2 separate regions of the Ovis aries genome follow, and region 1 is linked to region 2. Evidence: chromatin contacts called from public Hi-C data. All regions are on one chromosome and are shown on one strand. Each heading gives the region's core, a stretch centred on a gene start, on an enhancer-like site or on the middle of the called end of the contact. The rest is flanking DNA. Distances are from core to core; before and after follow the strand shown.

Region 1 (3,323 bases), core at 458-2,957, 88 kb before region 2:
GTCAGAGCCACAGGGCACACGGCATGGCCAGCCATGGGTAAAGAACTCCTAGGAATGGCTGTGAATGTGACAGGCCCCCAAATACAACACAGTGTTGCCCAATATAATCTGTACATTATATATTTGTTAAAATAGGTGCCTGTTACTTTTTAAATTGAAAGAGAGGGAGAGTCAAAAATAATTTCATACAGAAAGAAAAATATTTTCTAAGAAGGATAATATTCTGGTGTATCCCAGCTGATTATATGTGAGCAGAGGTTAAGTCATCCACACTGGCTGCCAATCAAGGAGCAAAGGGCAAGACCTGAGTGAATGGACTTAATGAACTTGGTCTTTGGAAAGAGACAGAGAGATATAGAGAGAGAGATAGAGAGATAGAGACAGAGATAGAAAGAGAGGAGCCCTAGGTAGGGTGAAACGAGGGCTGGAGCATAAATTTACTTCTGTGTTCCTCTTTTGCCTGAGGCAGCCCTGAAGGCTTGAATCCCGGGGAAAATGTGGTTTCATTGTCCCTAACAGAGGCTGTATCAACTCGATTTGCTATTAAAAACAAAACAATAAAAAAGCTTTCTATGGAGACTTACACCTCATATCTCCCCTGACCACAAAGGATCCTTTTGCTTGAAAGGATCAACCTCTGTTATTTTTCATTCTTATCGCTGTCTAAACATGACTTTCCATGGCAGCAATCAATGAATGTGTGTGTCTTTGTTCTTTTTATTCCTGCGCATTTTCCCTGTGTTGACACTATCGTATATTTATTGTTTTAATGGCTCTATATTCTTTCAGATGAATGTATAACAGTACCCCAAAGGTTAGGCATTTGGATTGTTTACAGGGTTTTTTGTTTTGTTTTGTTTTTGTTTTTGCTATTATGAAACATATACCTTGAAATAATTACAAATTTGACTTTTCTTTTTTTTCCCCAGTAGTAACAACTATCTTTATTCTTTTCAAGACCAATTTTATATTATGTTTTTTCTTCCTATTTACAAAACATGTTCATTGTAGATGTTTTCGTAAAAAAAAATAAGCTACTTGGGGTGTTTATGACCTACAAGGAATGTAATCACAGGCTCCCCTTTTATTTTTCTAGTTAAAGGAGGCCTTGCTGACAGCAGTTGGTCCTCCCTGCCCCTCAGTTGCCTAGTCATCCCAGGGGTCCAGAAGACTCAGTTCATATTCCACATGCAAGCTGGAAAAGATGCTGGAGCATCTAGACAGCCTTCCAGATCCTGGGTGACCCGCTGGCCTTGTTCTCTTACCAGCCACAGTGCCCTTCTGGAAGACTGGTATGCCTCTTACGCACTAGATTGCCACATAGGCAACAGTGATGATTACAGTTGGATTTCTAAGACTAATATAGTTTTATTTTTTCTTAAGCTTATGCTCATACACTTAACCATTGCTTCCAAAAGAGGGTGCTAAGTCTGGAAGAGACCCCCGCCCCAGCCACAACCTCAAAACAAACAAACAACAAATCTCTAGTGGTTTACCTTCTGGGCTGAACCCCGTCGCTAGTGGGGAAAGACATGGGTGGGAGCACTCCACTTGGAAAGTGTCCATAGGGACAAGAGGAATTTCCCCAAATCCCATAATGATGTCAGGTAATCAGGGTGATCACTTGTGCCTTCATCATCTTAAGCCTGGGAGGGTGGGTCTGGCTCCATCCTGTCCTGAGGCAGCTAAGGAGAAGGTGTCCTTGACAAGGTGTGCCCGGGGTGGCTTCTCCACTTTGGACTCTGGAATGGGGCCCTCACGCCAGCGCCTGAAGGGAAGGCTAATTCTCAGCTGAGGCATGACCAGCTGTGAGGCCCTCATGACCTAGAGGCCAAGTTTCTTTGCACTAGAAATTCATCTCCTGCAGTTCACATGTACCTAGCTATTTCTGCCAGGACCAAGCCAGTGCCAGGGCTTAGTTTGGCACTTTCTTCTCAGTGACCTGGAAGGACTTTCCCCCTGCCCCCAGACCCGCCCTGTCCCTGGGGCATGACTGCTCCTTGCCTGCAGGACAAGGTAGGCCCCTCTTCCTCTAGACTGTGGTTGTTCTAAGAGGAGCCTACTCATTAGTTTTTAACTTCTGTTTATTACTTATTCACTTATTTTGCTGCTCCCAGTCTTAGTGGTGGCATCCGGATGTGGCGTGTGGCATCTACTTCCCTGAATAGGGATCAGACCTGGGCCCCTGCCCTGGGAGGAGGGCTGAGTCTTTAGCCACTGTGCCACCAGGGAAGTCCCAAGCCTACACAATCTGCTTGTGAAACCAACCAGACAGAGAAAGACAGCTACTGTATACTTAACACACATTATAAATGAACTGTATTTCAATTAAACAAAACAAAACTTTGGGCCTAAACAGGGCTGTTCCCAGCTGTGAGCTCATAGTGCCTGTGATTGGCTCATGTTTGTGGTCCCGTGGGGCTTCGGTTTCAGAAAGAGAAAAACAAACACCATATATATTAAGGCATATATGTGGAATCTAGAAAAGTACTGCAGACAAATCTATTCGCAGGGCAGGAATAGAGATGCAGAGGCAGAGAAGGGACGTGGGGACCCAGTGGGTTAAGCAGTTGATTTCTAATGTTGTGTTAATTTCTGCTGTACAGCTGCATGACTCAATTACACACATATATACATTCTTTTTTATATTTTTTTCCCATTATGGTTTATCCCAGGAGGCTGGATACAGTTCCCTGTGCTATCCAGTGGGACTTCTGTGTTCATCCATTCTAAATGTGATAGCTTCCATGTACCAGCCCTTCACCCTGAGCCCATCCCTCGCCTTCTCCTCCCCTCTTGGCAACCACAAGTCGGCTCTCTGTGTCTATGAGCCTGTTTCTGTTTTGTAGATAGGTTCATTCATGCCATGTTTTAGTTTCCACATATAAGTGATACCGTGCGGGTTTTGCCTCTCTCTTTCTGACTTACTTCCCTGAGTGTGATCATCTCCAGTTGCATCCATGTTGCTGCAAATGGCATCATTCTTCTTTATGGCTGAGGAGTATTCCATTGTATATACGTACACACCTCCTTTATCCATCCACCTGTCAATGGACATTTAGGTCATTTCCGTGTCTCGGGTGTCATAAATTGGACAGCTGTGAACTTAAGAGGCGCATGTGTTTTTTGAATTACAGTTTTGTTCGGATATATGCCCAGGAATGGGATTGCTGGATCAGATGGTAATTTTATATTTAGCTCTCTGAGGAATCGCCATACTGTTTTCCATTGTGGCTGCACAGGGCCGAAAGTTTTGAAGGCAAGGGCTATGCCTCGCTCTCTGCCTGTTCCCACAGGTCCCATATCCCCAGGCAAGGGCCCCA
Region 2 (3,440 bases), core at 597-3,096:
CCACAGTTTGTTGTGATCTACACAAAGACTTTAGAGTGGTCAATGATGCAGAAGTAGATGTTTTTCTGGAACTCTCTTGCTTTTTTGATGATCCAGTGGATGTTGGCAATTTGATCTCTGGTTCCTCTGCCTTTCCTAAATCCAGCTTGTACATCTGTAAGTTCTCAGTTCACTTATTGTTGAAGCCTAGCTTGAAGGATTTTGAGCATTACCTTGCTTGATGTGAGATGAGTACAATTGTGCGGTAGTTTGAGCATTCTTTGGCATTGCCTTTCTTTGGAATTGGAATGAAAACTGACCTTTTCCAGTCCTGTGGCCACTGCAGAGTTTTCCATATTTGCTGGCATATTGAGTGTGGTACTTTAACAGCATCATCTTTTAGGATCTGAAATAGCTCAGCTGGAATTTCATCACCTCCACTAGCTTTGTTCATAGTGATAGTTCCTAAGGCTCACTTGACTTCGCATTCCAGGATGACTGGCTCTAGGTAAGTGATCTCACCATCGTGGTTATCCAGGTCATTAAGATCTTTTTTGTATGGTTCTCCAGAACTGTAAGATAATACATTTCTGTTGTTTAAGTCACCCAGTTTGTGGCACCCTGTTGTGGCTGCCCTGGCAAACTAGTACACCACAGACCTTGGGAAGCATCTGAAGAGGCACCGGGCCTGGAGGACTGGCTGGAGCAGTCGGAGGGGGTGGGTGGGAAAGAGGGACTGAAATGATGGAACCACAGTTGAGAAGGAGACCTGGACAGAGGTCTAAATCCAGGATTAGCCAAGTGGAAATGAGTAAAAACGAAAGTGGAGCCCATTGTTAGTTTTAAATGGAGAGTCCAGAGCTAGCAGATGTAACTGGAGAAGAGAGCCTAGGAGAAGCGAGCTGTTGCAGAGGCTCCTGGAGTGTGGGCTGCCTCACCATTGCTGTACCACATGCAGATGAGCGCTGCTGCCACAGCAGATGCTCTGAGCCAGTGAGAGGGGCCCAGGAGAAGTCCTTAGAGCATCATCATGGCCTCGATCTGAGTGCTTGAGGCCTCAGCCAGCACAAGCTCACCTGAGCAGAAGAACCTGTACACCTCCCCTGACTGTTATGAATGCACTCTGGAAGCAGACCGCCTAAATTCCCACATAATTTCGCCTTCCCTAGCATTCAACCTCTCTGGGCCTCATCTGTGAAAAGGGAATGGAGACTGCATCCACTTCAGAAGGTTGTGAGGAAGATTCAATAAGATAATGGGTGTGAAATATTTCAGTAGAGGTTATCTGTCATTATTAGAGGCGTTTATTCTAATTCTCATGCCTCCAATTCAAAGCAGTACTAGACAAGAGTCCTCTATCCACCATCCGGCACAAGTGCCACTGTAACTAGAACCCTGGTATTAGAGGTTAAGGCTACTGGCAGGCCTCAGGAGCTAAGAGGAAAAATACCATTTGGATCAGGAGCCTGAAAAAAAACTGCGCTGGGCTCTGGAAGGCCCCAATGGACATCGCATGCACAGAGACAGAAGCCCTCAAAACCGCATGGCCAGGGCTGAGCCGCGAACGGGCCCTCAGAACTTGGCAGGGGGACACTGTCCTTGAGTGGTGTCGAGCCTGTGCTCTGATCCAACTATCCTGAGGCTCATCTGTCCTGTTGGTCTTATGTCCAGCGCTCTGCAAAGTCCAGAACAGGGCCTTTCCCGGCCAGGAACTGTGGCGAAACCGCATGGGGGCGGGGGAGGGGGTGGTGGATGGGGAGGTGAAACCAGGTTAAAAGGATCATGCAAGTTCTCTGCCAAAGCCAATAGGAAAGGAAAGCCCTCAGGACCTCCAGGGAGCCTCCCGGCAAAAGCCTCCGCCCCCGAGGAGTCAGAGGGCCTGTGGTTGAAGGTGGAAGACGTGAAAGGGCGTCTCCCGGCCCGCCCTCCGGCACTGCAGACTTCTGGACTGAGCCACCACAATTTACTCTTTGCCCTTCCTTGGACTCCTTGTGAAATCCAGCCTGGAGATGCGTTCGTCCCCCGCGGTGCCCCAAGCTTCCACCAGCCGCCGGGCACGCGCTCGACCGGACCGCAGGGCAGGCACACGGCGGGGGAGTGGGGCTCAGGCGGGGAGGGGCGGGCCGGGGGCGGGGCGGGGCGGGGCCCGCGCTCTGGCCTCAGCCCGGCTCCTAGGCTGCAGCGAGCGGCTGGAGCGCAGCCAGCTCTCGGAAGCGGCGGCGGCGCCCTTAAATAGCATCCGGACCCAGCCGGGGCCGGCAGTGGGCTGCAGTGACAGCCGGCGGCGGACGGCCGGGCCTGCGGAGGAGGTGAGTGCTCCTTCTAGCGGGGGGGAGCCGCATCCGTACCTGCTGCGGCGCCGCCCGGGTCTCGGCGGGGGCTCGGGTCTAAGGCTGCCCCGCCGGCCGGAGCCCGGGAGGTGGCGGCCGCAGCGGAGACGCGAGAACCCGCCCTCGGATCGCAGCGACGTTCCTCTTTTCCGGCCTCCGCCCGGCGGCTCCCCGAGTTCCCTCCGCCGCGGAGGCCTCCAAGCCGCCCGATCCGCCGCTGCTTCCTGTGCAAGAGAGCCGGCGATGCCCGCCCGCCTCTCCCCCCGGTGGCGCGGGCGCTGGGCTGGTGCACGGCGGGGTGCGGGTGACGCGCGCCGCGGATCCGGGTCCTTGTTTGTGTGGCGGCGGGGACCGCCCAGCGGGAAGCCCGACCCGGAGCTGCAGATTCGGGGCGATGATCGCCGCGGGGCCGTGTCGATGCTCTCTGGGTCGCGGCCTCCTTCTTGCCCCTCCGAGGCGGGTTGGGGGCATGCTCGGATAGTGCGTGGAAGCATCAGAGCCTCCGCGTGAAGAGTGGTCCCTGCGCGCCCGCGGGAGGGTCAAAGGCAGCATCCGAAGCCGGTGGCCACATGTGGAAATTCTCGCGGTGCCTGCAGAGTGCCACAGCTGCTGTACATGGCCGTGATAGAGTCGTTTTAAAGAGCCTGGCATGTTTTGAAATTAGGAAGTAAAAATCATGATATCTATCTCCTTGCCGCCTAGACAGCGTGGTGGTAGGTGACTTGAATGAACACGTGGATGAGAACACAGAGACAGATGCTCCTCTTAATCGGTGTGTTAGGCTAGAATTTGCAAACCCCTTCCCCACCCTACCCACTTTCAAGGTTATGGAGCTTAATTAATACCGTTATAATAGTGCCCTTGCCTTTGAAAGTTCTAACATTTAAGCTTCTTGTTGGTGCAGGTGTATGTAAAGTGCCCCAACTTAATATCCGTTTATTTTTTACCTTTGCTTAGCATGAGAGAAACTGGTTAATTTCATAGTTTCTGACAAATTTCAGCTGTGATTATTATCTCCTAAACAATTAATTGCTTAACACAAACTAAAAGCTAGTGGGTACCTCTGGCTTGATTCAGCTTTTTCAGACTGAGGTGACAGGTTGAATTGGCTTAAAACTTAAGATTTGAGTT

Evidence for each region. Hi-C and Micro-C count contacts between places; a contact is called where the count stands out from the background.
Region 1: a contact with region 2 is called in a Hi-C map of liver, with 2.5 times the contacts expected there. The contact joins the enhancer-like site here to the promoter of ACSL1 in region 2. A contact is called at or near these places in 3 of 16 Hi-C or Micro-C datasets (liver, mixed tissues and muscle).

What each region holds. Positions count from the first base shown.
Region 1 is chr26:14,523,990-14,527,312 of ARS-UI_Ramb_v3.0, reverse strand. No RefSeq gene overlaps it. Among named protein-coding and RNA genes, the nearest start is that of HELT, 42 kb to the left of the region's middle. Within about 2 kb of position 1,707, at least 5 of the 54 cell types and tissues checked have an H3K27ac peak or open chromatin away from gene starts, as enhancers often do. A contact at or near this core is called in liver and muscle, where this site is marked.
Region 2 is chr26:14,435,704-14,439,143 of ARS-UI_Ramb_v3.0, reverse strand. It overlaps ACSL1 (acyl-CoA synthetase long chain family member 1), which reads left to right and starts at 1,846. Exons shown (of 21, transcript XM_060406942.1): 1 at 1,846-2,057.